Linked DNA regions of Sus scrofa: region 2 is linked to region 1. Evidence: chromatin contacts called from public Hi-C data. All regions are on one chromosome and are shown on one strand. The core of a region is the stretch at or near the end of the contact, and the rest is flanking DNA. Distances in the headings are between cores, read along the strand shown. Region 1 has its middle 83 kb from the start of IFNGR1. Region 2 has its middle 28 kb from the start of IL20RA.

The links. Hi-C and Micro-C count contacts between places; a contact is called where the count stands out from the background.
Region 2: a Hi-C map of omental adipose tissue shows a contact between it and region 1, with 2.2 times the contacts expected there. The contact joins two enhancer-like sites. A contact is called at or near these places in 1 of 5 promoter capture datasets (fetal liver), 26 of 47 Hi-C or Micro-C datasets (adipose tissue, alveolar macrophages, blood and 16 more) and 2 of 2 datasets of contacts at active chromatin or transcription factors (alveolar macrophages and skeletal muscle).

Annotation. Positions count from the first base shown.
Region 1 is chr1:26,951,066-26,957,690 of Sscrofa11.1, forward strand. No RefSeq gene overlaps it. Among named protein-coding and RNA genes, the nearest start is that of IFNGR1, 83 kb to the right of the region's middle. Within about 2 kb of position 1,811, at least 7 of the 83 cell types and tissues checked have an H3K27ac peak or open chromatin away from gene starts, as enhancers often do. A contact at or near this core is called in omental adipose tissue and subcutaneous adipose tissue, where this site is marked.
Region 2 is chr1:27,106,513-27,112,587 of Sscrofa11.1, forward strand. No RefSeq gene overlaps it. Among named protein-coding and RNA genes, the nearest start is that of IL20RA, 28 kb to the right of the region's middle. Within about 2 kb of position 1,424, at least 24 of the 83 cell types and tissues checked have an H3K27ac peak or open chromatin away from gene starts, as enhancers often do. A contact at or near this core is called in omental adipose tissue and subcutaneous adipose tissue, where this site is marked.

The DNA of each region.
Region 1 (6,625 bases), core at 561-3,060:
ATATGCCAAAGGTTCCACACTGGTAATTATTTGCAAACAAGCATTATCTGCAAGCAACAGTTTTTTAGTGAGAGGGGAAAAAAACAAATAATGGTTATTTCAATTGTTACTCACAATATTATATGAAATACTAAGTTTGTCACCAATGACATAAATGTATAAGACCAAACATTTATGGAGCATCCATGCACCAGGCACTGTCGAAGCACAGTTTTGGGTATGTGTGAATACTCAGTTAATTCTCACAAAGACCTCCTGTGAAAGTCGTGTTATCCCCATCTTATGGCTGAGGAAACTGAGGCATAGAAAAGTTAAGTAACTAAAGAGTAAGTGATAGAGCCAGAATTCTCTCGTAAGACTGGAATTTTTCCCAAGGAAAACTGCAGCAACCAAGTCTAATCGCATAAATTCCAGTGCTGCTTATTCTTGGTAAACTTACAATGACTGTTAATGTTACGAGGAAATCTGCTTTTAACAAATCTATAGCCCAAGCTCGATTCCACCTATCCTTTCACCTTATGACATGAAAGAAAAAATGGCAAATTTATGTATATCTTTAATGATTACCTTATTTATCTGATCATCTAAACTTTGAGTGGCAGTGGATGAAAAATCAAGTTCAAAAGGAACTTGGACAAAGACTGTAATTAGATCTTTAGTTTATATCTCTGTGTTTTTCAACTTTTGCATATTGTAAATAAAATTATAATCTTGCTTGCAATCATTTCCATGGACAATGATTTTCTGAGTGGTTTGAGTGCTAGAAGCTTGTCAGATTTGTTAATAATGGGCATCAGGCAGTGAGGAAACCATTAAGTCCATTCCACCCAGACAACATATAACTCCAGGTTATTGGTCAAAGTTACCCTTCTGATGATCCTGCAGCAGTTTGGGGCCCTGTGCCCATATCCTGCCTGTTAACTGTGCAGAGTCTGAGATTTTTAATCCAAATGCAAGTTAACAATTTAGCATGCACAGTTCCACTTCTGAGAGCAAAAGACAGCAGACTCTGAGTTAGACAATGGACTCTATTACTCCCAGCACAACAGGCAGCATGAACGTGCATGTTCACACCAATCCCCAATGCCCCTCGGCTCACGGGGGTGATGAAGCTGGCCTGGGTGCATGCTGCACACAGAATAGGTTTGCATTACAGCTGAAGACCCCTAAACTTAGGAAACCTGAATTTTTTTAATGGGCTATAAGCACACCTGCTCAATCTTTGCCCCAGAGAGAAGGAAATACTGGACCACAAGCAACTCTTTCCTCTTCTTTGGAGAGAGACACTGATGCCATCTTCCAAGGCTATTCGCTACACAAACTGAAAGGATAGTCTAGACCAAGAATGCACTGTCACTACTTCTGCTCACACAAGTCACAGGAGACATGACAGTTCTACAGAGAACTACCTCCCAACACACTGGTCTAGCCAGGTAGCTCTACTACATTAAGAGTCAGAATCAATTTGCAGAAACTCTAAGTCCCACCCAACAATGAATTTCTTTTTTGTCTTTTTAGGGCTGCACCCCCATCATAGGGAGGTTCCCACACTAGGGGTGTAATCAGAGCTGTAGCCACTGGCCTGCACCACAGCCACAGCCATGCCACATCCAAGCCACGTCTGTGACCTACACCACAGCTCTCGGCAATGCTGGATCCTTCGTCCACTGAGCAAGGCTAGGGATTGAACCTTAGTCCCCATGGATGCTAGCCAGATTCATTTCCACTGAGCCACAATGGGAACTCCCCAACAATTAATTTCTAACTCTGATGCTCTAGATTACAGATGCCTGGAAAGGCGACCAGTCCTACCCAACGCTGGACACCACTGAAAGTGAAAGTGAAAGTTTTGAAGAGTGAAGCTCTCCCCAGGGGTTTGCACCTACTCTTTTTTCCTTGCCTTTTCCTGTCCTCAATACCAGCCAGAATGCATACAGATTATCCACCTTCCTGCTTAATCCTTTTTAGACCCTTGGCAATTTACAGGGTTAGCAAAATTTATTTTGTCATCATCTTCTGCTCTCATCTTTCCTCCTGCCTTTACTTCTACGTTTACCCCATCACACCCATAACAGCTAAAGCTTCCTCCGACCACCCAGCCCACACTACTCTCTTAACTAATGGTTTCCTTTTTTTTCCCAGGGAGGTGTCATCCCCATTAAGAAGGTGCCTTTGTTCATCCCTCACATATACACCTGAGGTGAGGAGAGCTGCTAATTTTCTTCTCTCCCTCAATTCCATGGGCAACCATTGTCACCAGGCTCACCACCACCCTGTAGTGATATTACCAGTCTCCATGTCCTTTCCTTGCCTGCAATCTGCATGACTGAAGGTCAGAGGGTTTGTCTCATTACTCACAAATAGCCAATAACCTAAGCCGATGCCTGGCACATAGTGAGCCCTCAAAGAACGGCTTGTGGAATGAATGAAAGAGTGAATTAATGAATGATGCAATCACACTGAGCTCATTCACAACTGAACAGAGGGCAGAGAGAAGCAAAAGCTTTAAGACAAAGGATCAGGGAGTTCTGGTTGTGGCTCAGTGGGTTAAGAACTGGACTAGTATCCATGAGGATGAGGGTTCCATCTGTGGCCTCACTCAGTGGGTTACAGATCCAGCATTGCCAAGAGGGGCAGTGTAGGTTGCATATGCAGCTTGGATCTGGCGTTGCTGTGACTTAGGTCAACAGTTGCAACTCTGATTGGACCCCTAACTTGGGAAGTTCCATATGCTGCGGGTGTGGCCCTAAAAAGAAATTAAAAAAAAAAAAAAAAAGACAAAAGATCAAAACTTTAGTGGTGAAAGAGCAAGCCCTATTTTAGGCAGTGTGTGTTTGTTTCAAGTTTATGAAATAGTGAACAAACGTTGCTTCTAGAATGAGGATTTATTATGTCCAAGTATCAAGAAATTGTAGATTTTTAAATACACAATTTGAGAACAAACTTACAAATGTACAGGTACTTCTCATCCTTCCTAAAGAGAAGAAATAATTTTATTTACATGCTAACACTCCTTTAAATGTTTGAATATTTTATTTATTTATTTATTTATTTATTTTGCTTGTTAGGGCCACACCTGCGACATATGGAGGTTCCCAGGCTAGGAGTCCATTTAGAGCTACAGATGCCAGTCTGCGCCACAGCCACAGCCATGCAAGATCTGAGCCGTGTCTGCGACCTACACCACAGCTCATGGCAACACCAGATCCTTAACCCACTGAGCGAGGCCAGGGATCGAACCCGCAACCTCATGGTTCCTAGTCGGATTCGTTTCTGCTGCGCCACAATGGGCATTCCAGATGTTTGGATATTTTAGACTGAGAGAGCTATAGAATAAAGAAGAACATTAGTCATATGTATATATAGTCACCAAGAACTTTTTCTTAAAATCTGGAAAGTATCAAGTTGAATTGTAAGGTTAATTTAACCAATTGTAAACTAATACTCTATTGGTAGGTGTGTTCAAATAAGTTGCAGACAACACATCTCGGTGGCCCAAACTAACCCAGGTTTATTTTTTGTCCACCTAGAGTCTGTCAGAGCCCAGATTCTCCAAGGTTGTTGGGCCTAAGTGACAGCTCTGCTGTGTACCTGCGTATCAGTACGTACTCCCACGTTCCCTACAGCCGGGGAAGAGGGCATGGAGAGTCTTTTGCAGGGATTAAAGTGGCTTTTAACTGAAAACATCTGAACAATCACTAGCCATGGAAAGAGACAGTACTGAAACTTAGATAGTCCCCAAAATACAGCTGCCATTGACCCCTCTCCAGGGGAGGTTCCTGTTTGGAAGAAGACTGAACTTTAGCCCTGGAAAGTGTGGACTCAGCTGCTTGATGACATTTAAAAGCCCAATAGAAACTTCCATACTTTCCTTGAAGACTTATCCTCTCTACCTTCATTTTCTTTTAAGTTGGTATATAAACCTTTACTTCCGGCTGTTCAGCAAGTTCCTTATTACTGAGTACTCCCTGTGTACTCATGCAAATGGCAATAAACCTTGCCTTTTGTCTGTGTAATTGGTCTATGGTCAGTGTATTTGCAGTCCCCCCCCATCCTTGAACTTAACATGAAAGAGGAAATGTTTTCCTCCCAACACTTGCTGCACGCATTACGTCCATTCCCATTTCATTGGCCTAAATAAGGCACGTGGCCAAACTTAATCTCAAGGAGGTGGAAAGTACCTCATTTCTACATGCTCAGAATTAGGAAATAGTCAAGGATTGGGGAACCCATATAAACTCAAGAGGGGTTGGGAAAGAAAAGAGTTTCACTCACAACTGAGTTAAAAAGAAGGTAAAATTAGGAGTTTCCGTTGTGGCTCAGTGATTAACGAATCCGACTAGGAACCATGAGGTTGCAGGTTTGATCCCTGGCCTCGCTCAGTGGGTTAATGATCCGGTGTTGCCTTGAGCTGTGGTGTAGGTCGAAGACGCAGCTTGGCTCTGGCGTAGGCCGGCAGGTACAGCTTCAATTCGACCCCTAGCCTGGGAACCTCCATATGCCACAGGAGCGGCCCTAGAAAAGACAAAAAGACAAAAAAAAAAAAAAAAAAAAAAAGAAGAAGAAGAAGGTAAAATTAGAAGGTACGCCCCCAAAATGCCTCTTCTGGGGATCACGTATGTCATAAAAGATGAATCCTATAGCATGGAACTGAATCCACTAATGGAAGATAACTTTATCTCTCTCTCTCTTTTTTTTTTTTTTTTTTTTTAGGCCCTCACCCACAGCACATGGAAGTCCCCAGGCTAGGGGTCGAATTGGACCTGTAGCTGCAGGCCTGTGCCACAGCCACAGCAACACAGGATCTGAGCCGCGTCTGCAACCTACACCACAGCTCACAGCAATGCCGAGCTTAACCCACTGAGGGGGTTAGGGATTGAATCTGTATCCTCATTAATACCAGGCAGATTCATGGATGCTGAGCCACAGTGGGAACTCCCTGCTTCGTCTCTTCTTCCACAGGTGTTTTTCCCAAGCTCTTAGGGAGGGGAACACACATATAAAACAATTTGGTAGGAAAAGTTTATAATTTCTAGTCATTTAGGATAAGAGTAAAAATAACAGTTTTTATTTGATCACTTTTTTTTAATTGGGAGAAAGCCAGTTGAGAGGAATAAATATTGCATTGCATTGTTAAGAGTCATGGGAGATGGGAGGTGATCCAAAAAAGACTTAGAAACTCTCATTCAGACCCTACACAAACTCAGGCTTCAAACCCCTTCAAACATCTGTATTTCCATTTGGCTATTTGAGCAGTAGGTTTGCAAGCAAGCCTGTAGAATTAGCTATTATTTGTATCTAGAAGAAGAGGCGATTAAAGGCTAAATGCTCCCATTGGCTACTGTCTGAAAAGTTACCCATCACGTTCCTGCCTAGAAACTTGGAAATTCCAGCTAGTCAGGGATGACACACTCCGGCTTCCCTATCAGGCCCCCTGGGGTTCAAGGACAAAGGGAACTGCAGGCTTCCCATCCAGCACATGCATTTGCAAACTGCCTCCAGTCAGTTCCCAAGGCCAGGGGCGGACATTGACAAAGGAGACTGAACTACAGACTTACCAGTTTTACTCTCCCCGCTGGGTAGGCCCAGCATCCTAGGAAGAGCCACTGGATTCCTTCTTTAGAGAGCCACAGATCAACATTTCCTTTCCATGAGAAAAGAAATCCTTTCATTGAAGAAATCATTTTGTCAGGGCTTCTCCCAGGTCTCTTAAAGAGCAAAGAACAACCAAAAGGCTATCTTTTATAAACTGGACTTTAAAACCTGACCTGTTTGGATGAGTTTGATTGATTACATAGGGGTTACACACTCTTGGGCCCAAGTTTTAAATAAGTTCCTTTCTCAAATAAGATAGGATTTCATCAAGGACTTAAGGTCTAATTGGTCCATCACAGCTGTCCTTCTGAAGCTTTGAACAAGACTCATTAGAGTCCCACTAGACAAAATAGCTTACCTCCATGTGAAATGGTAAAATATGCACACTGAATACTTAAAAAAACAAGACCTCTTTACAAGTGTCCTTGTTTGTGTCATTGGACTTCTGACTTAGATAATTTTGGAAGTCAGCTATTTATTGCCCTCCTCCAAAATCCTCAGTGAAACTAACAAAACCTAATATTTATGAAGTGCTTCCTGTGCTGAAGATCTTGTACTAAACACAGAGCAAGTTTAAATTCACTCAATCCTGACCACACACCCCCTATGAATGAGTACCAGTCATTCATGAAGCTAGAATTTGGAGGGAGAATTACATCCAGGGAGCCTAAATTCAGAAGCCACCTCATCTACTCCTCTGTAAAGCAAGATCTTGGTTTTCCATAGGATTTATTGTCATGGCATATAGGCCTTGGCATTCTCCTTGAGTAACAGAGATATTAAGTTCATTAGATATTTAGATAGTTGTCCAGTTCCCAATGCTTTTTTTTTTTTTTTTTTTTTTTTTTGGCTATAATTGTGGCATGTGGAAGTTCCCTAGCCAGGGATTGAACCCATGCCACAGCAGTGACCCAAGGCGCTGCAGTGACAATGCTGGATCCTTAACGCATTGCACGACAAGGGAACTCCCTGTTTCAAAGGCTTTAAGAAATTCTTGTTCAGGATATAAGAGAACTTAGAAGGAAAGTAA
Region 2 (6,075 bases), core at 174-2,673, 160 kb after region 1:
ACCTTTCCAAGTTCAGGGTGCTTTAGAACCAGGCATTACACATTTGCCATGTGGAGAGAAAGAGAGCGAGGGAGAGAGAGGAAGGAAATGGGAGTTCTCTGTCGAGAAAAGCGTCCTAGCGAGTGTGATAAGAGCAGTTTGGGGAAATAAACAACAGTGGTTTGGAGTTTGTTTCACTTTGCTCATTTGTTTCTAAGATACTGGTTTCAAATCACAATGAACATTTCAAAACTAAGTGAAACTTGACTTTAGAAACTGAGCATATGACCTTCAAGATCATCTAAAGGGAAAAATCCTACAATGGCTAGTGGTCACGTGGTATTGCTATGTGATTTATGCTTAGGAATCTGTGTTTTAACATTGAAGCGTGTCAACCACACACACAAACATTCCCAGTGTTTCTGCTGCCCTCATGCTAATGGTTTCAGAGGTATTTCCCTTCAAGTTTCTTGGAGGTCTGGTGGGGGTGGGGAATCAGAGAAGAAGCAGCTGGCCCCATGGGAAAGAGAGCTTGGGTGCAGCCTTGTGAGCTGGAAGAAAGATAAGCCAGGACCCAGCTATCTCATCCAGGCAGCCCAGGTGGGTGAGTGCCCACAGCCACCCTCAGACAATCTTCTTGGCCCCAAACTGCAGTCTGGTTGAAACCCAGCTTTCTGTGCCAAGGAATTTATTTATACTGGAATATCCAGAAACCAGCCTCCTTTTGATTTATCCAGCGTTCTTTTCACAATCATCGATTTTTTGTGGAATAAAACTCAGGAGAAACTCAACAATCCACCAGCCAGAATCCTTCTTGAACTAGTAAATTTGCATATTTACTATAAAATTTAAGGTTGAAGCTTGCACACTTCAGTGTTTCTGCCACTAGCAACGACAGATGATTTCTGGCTAATTTAAAGTCAACAGGAATTTGCTCCAAGGATACAAATTAGTTCCTGGAATTGTTTGGGAGAACTGTGTTTAGGCCAAAAATAAGGTCAGCAAAGCCCAGCAGACGTCCCGCTGAACTCTGCTCATCCTGGGCACACCCTGCCATGCCACCAGCCTCACGGCTGCCATCACAAATAATATTTAAGTGGCCCTAAGCCCAGCCCCAGTGGGACCACCAGACTGGCCACCCACCCATGCTCTAGCAGCCAGTGGTCAAGAGTAGAGAAGGGATCTGGAGATCCCTCTGTGGCATAATGGAATCTGCTATGTCTCTGCAGCTCCTGGATGCAGGTTCAATCCCGAGCCCGGCACAGTGGATTAAAGGCAGCTGCAGCAGAGGTAGCAACTGTGGCTCAGATCTGATCCCTGGCCGGGGGAACTCCATATGCCACAGGGCCAAAAAAAGAAAAAACAAACAAACACAAAAAGAAAAAGGATCTGCCTCCCTCTGGCTTCCACTGGGGTAGGGCAATCCCAGTCTCCCAACCATTTTTGGATCCTCCCCAAATAAGAAAGACACTGGGTAGGGCTTTCTGATCAGCACCTCACCTACACTCTCATTTAACTATGACAAATGCAACATCCCTGTTTTAAAGATGAGAAATTGAAGTTCAGACCAGTTGTCCATAAGGATGAGATCCAGGGTACTGAAGTACCATCCCCAAAATCAAAGATCTGTGAAATTGTGTAGAATCTAATTTGAATGAGAGGCATGTTTGAGTGTATTTTCTTTGAAAAGGGCTGATCTAAATGTGTTATAGGTGACATTACCCTTGGCCAAATCATAGGTTAAATAAAAACACCTTTTCTTCAAACACACTCGTATCATATATAGTTCGTGAATCTTTAAGAAGCAGTTAGAGCCTATTCTATTTCAGAAGCTGAAGACCTAACCTTCTTCACGCTGATCTGTCAACTTATCTGAAAATATGGGAGGAATAAGTTTCTCCTAGTTTGGAATAGGAAATTTATGGCTTAAAGATATGCAGAGGGGTTCAGGTTTTTGCCTCTCAGTGGCCCGGCAGCACACTACTGACCCCCTGTGGCCGCATTTCAAAGTGCCATCTTCAACTTCAACCCAGCTGCTGAGGGCCAAACAGCAACCGCTGCAGAGTTCCCCTGAATAACATGGTCCCTGTGCTCCTGTGTCATCATTGGGGAACCAGTTGTCACTGTACATTATACTAGAATGTGGAATTACTGAGATAATAATCCCAGATTTGCTCTGCCCAAAAGCACAGTCCTCAGCCTGAGAATTTGTCCATTTCTGCCCACAGCACTTCTACTGCATTTGTTTGCATTCATGGCACACCTTTTCTAGCTGAGCCATCTGATGAGCACTTTACCTACACTGTCTCATTTGGTCACTGCAATAATTGTGTTAACTTCATTTTACAGATGAGAAGTTGAAGTTCAGAGATGAGTTATTTGAACCCCTCCGATGCATAAAAAGAGATTTTGAAAAAAGGATTCAAATCTTCCTCCCCATCTTCAAGGTCTGCTAACATCTCCATTAAGGCTCTGATAACTATTTTTCCCACAGGAATTTCACCTCTTTGGGACTTTCATACCTAGCACATTCTGTATTATCTTTATGTGTGTGGTAAAAACTTTGGGTGGTGGCTGGATGGGAGGAAATGTGGGTTTGGAAACACAGAACAGAAAATCTTTCCAGGCGGGGCTCTGCACATGTAGTAGGAGAGAACAATAGTGACAGTGACAACTGACATTTAGCAACAACTCACTGTGTGCTGGGGACGAGACGTCTCAAAAGGCTTCACGTGCTCTAATGATTAAATCTTTATGCCAACCCCACAATGTAGGTATTATTAATATCTTTGTTTCAAGAGTAACAAAACTAAGGCACTGGGAAGTTAAATAAGTTGTTGTTATGAGTTGAATTATGTCTCCTAAAAATTCATGTGTTGAAGTCCTGATACCCAGAGCCTCTGAATGTGAGAAACAAGGTCACCGAAGATGTAATTAAGATAAGGTCATGTTGCAGGAAGGTGAGCTCCAACTGCAATACAACTGGATTCTTATAAAAAGAATGCCATGTGAAGAGACAGCCACATGCATAGGGAGATGCCATGTAAAGATGGGAGTCCTGCTGCCACAAGCCGAAGAACGCCAAACTGGCCAGCAAACCACCAGCAGCCAGAGGAGAGGCCTGCAACCAATCTGCCCTCACAGGCTTCAGAAGAAACAAACCCTGTCAACCCTTGATTTTGGATGTACAGCCTCCAGAACTGTGAGATGATACCTTTCTGTTGTTCTAGGCCAACCCAGTTTGTGGAGCTTTGTTCAGCAGCTCTAGGAAAATGGTACAGTTGTGTCATAGCTCCTTAGTGGTGAAGCCAGAATAAAAAAAAAAAAAAAAAAAAAAAAAAAAAAAAAACCCTGGGAGTGGGGCTGGGCTTTGGGTTCTAAGAACATTTATCATGTCCAAAATTCACTTCTATGAAATTTCAAAACCCAACTGTCTTTATTACTAGAATTACAGTTTGGGTTATAAATGACTTCAGACATCAAATGACATGCATTCAGTAGTATATAGGTAAAGGCCTCAAAACCAGCTTGCTGGGGAGAAAAGGCCCCAATTTGTAGATCTTGCCAATTTCTATGGTGCAATTATTTCTCTCATGGCCACTTTGAAGTTGACACCACTAAACTTGAAGCTGGGAAGAGATGAGGATAATCAGCTCCTGTAAGTGTGTTCTGACATTTTACTGGTCCAGGACATGGAAGGCATGGCCCAATTTTAAGCTGGTATTCTTCATCCTCTTGAGTAAGTCCATACTGCTTTAAGAATATGATACAAGAATTTTGACACTTTTTGAATTATTATTAATTTTTCCAAACATTTTTTTCAGAATGAATTCTACTAGACCTCTAGACAACATGAAGACTCATGAAGAGAACATTGTGTATGAGATACATAATGATCCATAATTGTTGAATAAATGCCTGACTTTCTTTACATCTTAAAAATCAATGTTATAATCATCATGTAATCATCATGACATTCTAATGATAGATAATTTTTTAATGATTTTTTTTTCTTTTATAGCTGGTTTACACTGTTCTGTCAATTTTCTACTGCACAGCAAGGTAGCCCTGTCACACATACATATATACATTTTTTGTTGACATTATCCTCCATCATGCTCCATCATAAGTGACTAGATATGGGAGTTCCCGTCGTGGCGCAGTGGTTAACGAATCCGACTAGGAACCATGAGGTTGCGGGTTCGGTCCCTGCCCTTGCTCAGTGGGTTAACGATCCGGCGTTGCCGTGATCTGTGGTGTAGGTTGCAGACGTGGCTCGGATCCCGCGTTGCTGTGGCTCTGGCGTAGGCCAGTGGCTACAGCTCCGATTGGACCCCTAGCCTGGGAACCTCCACATGCTGCAGGAGCGGCCCTAGAAAAGGCAAAAAGACAAAAAAAAAAAAAAGTGACTAGATATAGTTCCTGATAATTTTTAAATAAATCATAAATAAATAAAAAGAAATCCCACTTTTGAACCAACCATGAGATCCAATCTAACAATGAGGAAGAATGGATTGACATGAGGACATTCTAGGACTGAGGAAATCATAAGCTCCATTTGGTTTCTCTTATTAATGAATGCTGAGTCAGTGTCTCATTATTTGCAAATGCTGTTTAACAGTTTATTAACCTGGAGCACTCCGTGACCAAGACTTTAGAGCATTTTAATAAAAAAAAATAAAAAAAAAAAAGATTTCTATTTGAACACACTTGGTAGAGTTCTAAATTTGGATGTCAAAATTAAAACCCATTCCCCTCAATTTCTCTGCCTCAGAAACACTCCACCTTCATTCTGGAGTATGAGCTAGGAAACCCCCCCCCAACACACCCCAATTTTTCAAATTCAAATAGGGACAGTTCAACCTGTCTGAAATATGTTTCTACTTATCAGTTAAGTGTCTTACTATAGGGCCAATAAGTTAAAAGATGATAAAGGAAGATAGATTTAACCACCTCATTTGAGGAAGCATCTGATTTCAGATGCTAGAGAGAAAAAGTACGACTGTACTTTTTACCTCTGTCAAGAAATTATGAAATGGAATTTGGCATTGAATTACAACATATATTAGAACCCAAGAGACATCATGAAGTCCCACTGAGCACAGGAGCTGGAGTAATTAGGAAAGTTGATATTGAAATAAACAGGAAGATATCCTCGTAGACCAATTCAAAGCAGTTGATATGTTTTTACAGAGTTATGAAATCATGCAGCAGTCAGTTATATTTCACTTTTATTCATCTCCAGTGAAGCCACATCCTAACTAGGAAATTCATTCCCAGTAAAAAGGATGGAATCACTACAGACTATTGATATTTAAATCAAATGAGTGAATCTAGAATTTTAAAAAATCGATTCTATTGGACTGAAAGAAAGGAAATAAAAATGATTCTAACTTTACCTAATTGATCCTAAAATACCTAGGAACAGATTGCTATTGTCAAATTTCACAACATGTGTATAGAAACTACACCGGTGCCCATTTTCAATATTCCATTGTGAAATTAAATGGCAGTAAGTGTCGATTCTCAATGATTTCATCCATGAGAATTAGCCATTTTGAGATTTGTCATGGGAACATTTTAATCCCAGACTCATTTTATTCTCTACTATTTCATATGTTACAAAGCATCTTCTTCACCATCCATTGTTATCCTCAAGAGAATGAATTAATTTAGAAAGTCATCTAAGCCTGTGTTTCCCAAACTTCTTTCCAAGCAATAGTTAGAAAATGTCTATAAAAAAAAGAAGTTTATCATCCAACAAATTTGTATATATACTGCCTATGATTTCTCTTCGGGTGATTCACAGTGTGTCTGATTTTTTAATTTCTGAGAAGTCTGGCAGTAAAGGCACTTTTTAACCTTGGATAGTTCTGTGCTTTTTGCGGGTTTTTCCCGTGTAATGTTTGCTAACACCCCATGGAATGATAATTCACAGACTTTGGGAAAACTTCTATAAATAAACCAGGAGGGAGATAAACCAACTAATAATAAATTTGATAGTTTGTTCCCATAATGCAGGGAACTAACCACTCTATGCTCACAACTCACAACTCCCCAGCGTCACTTCAAACCAAATAGATCCACTCGCAAACA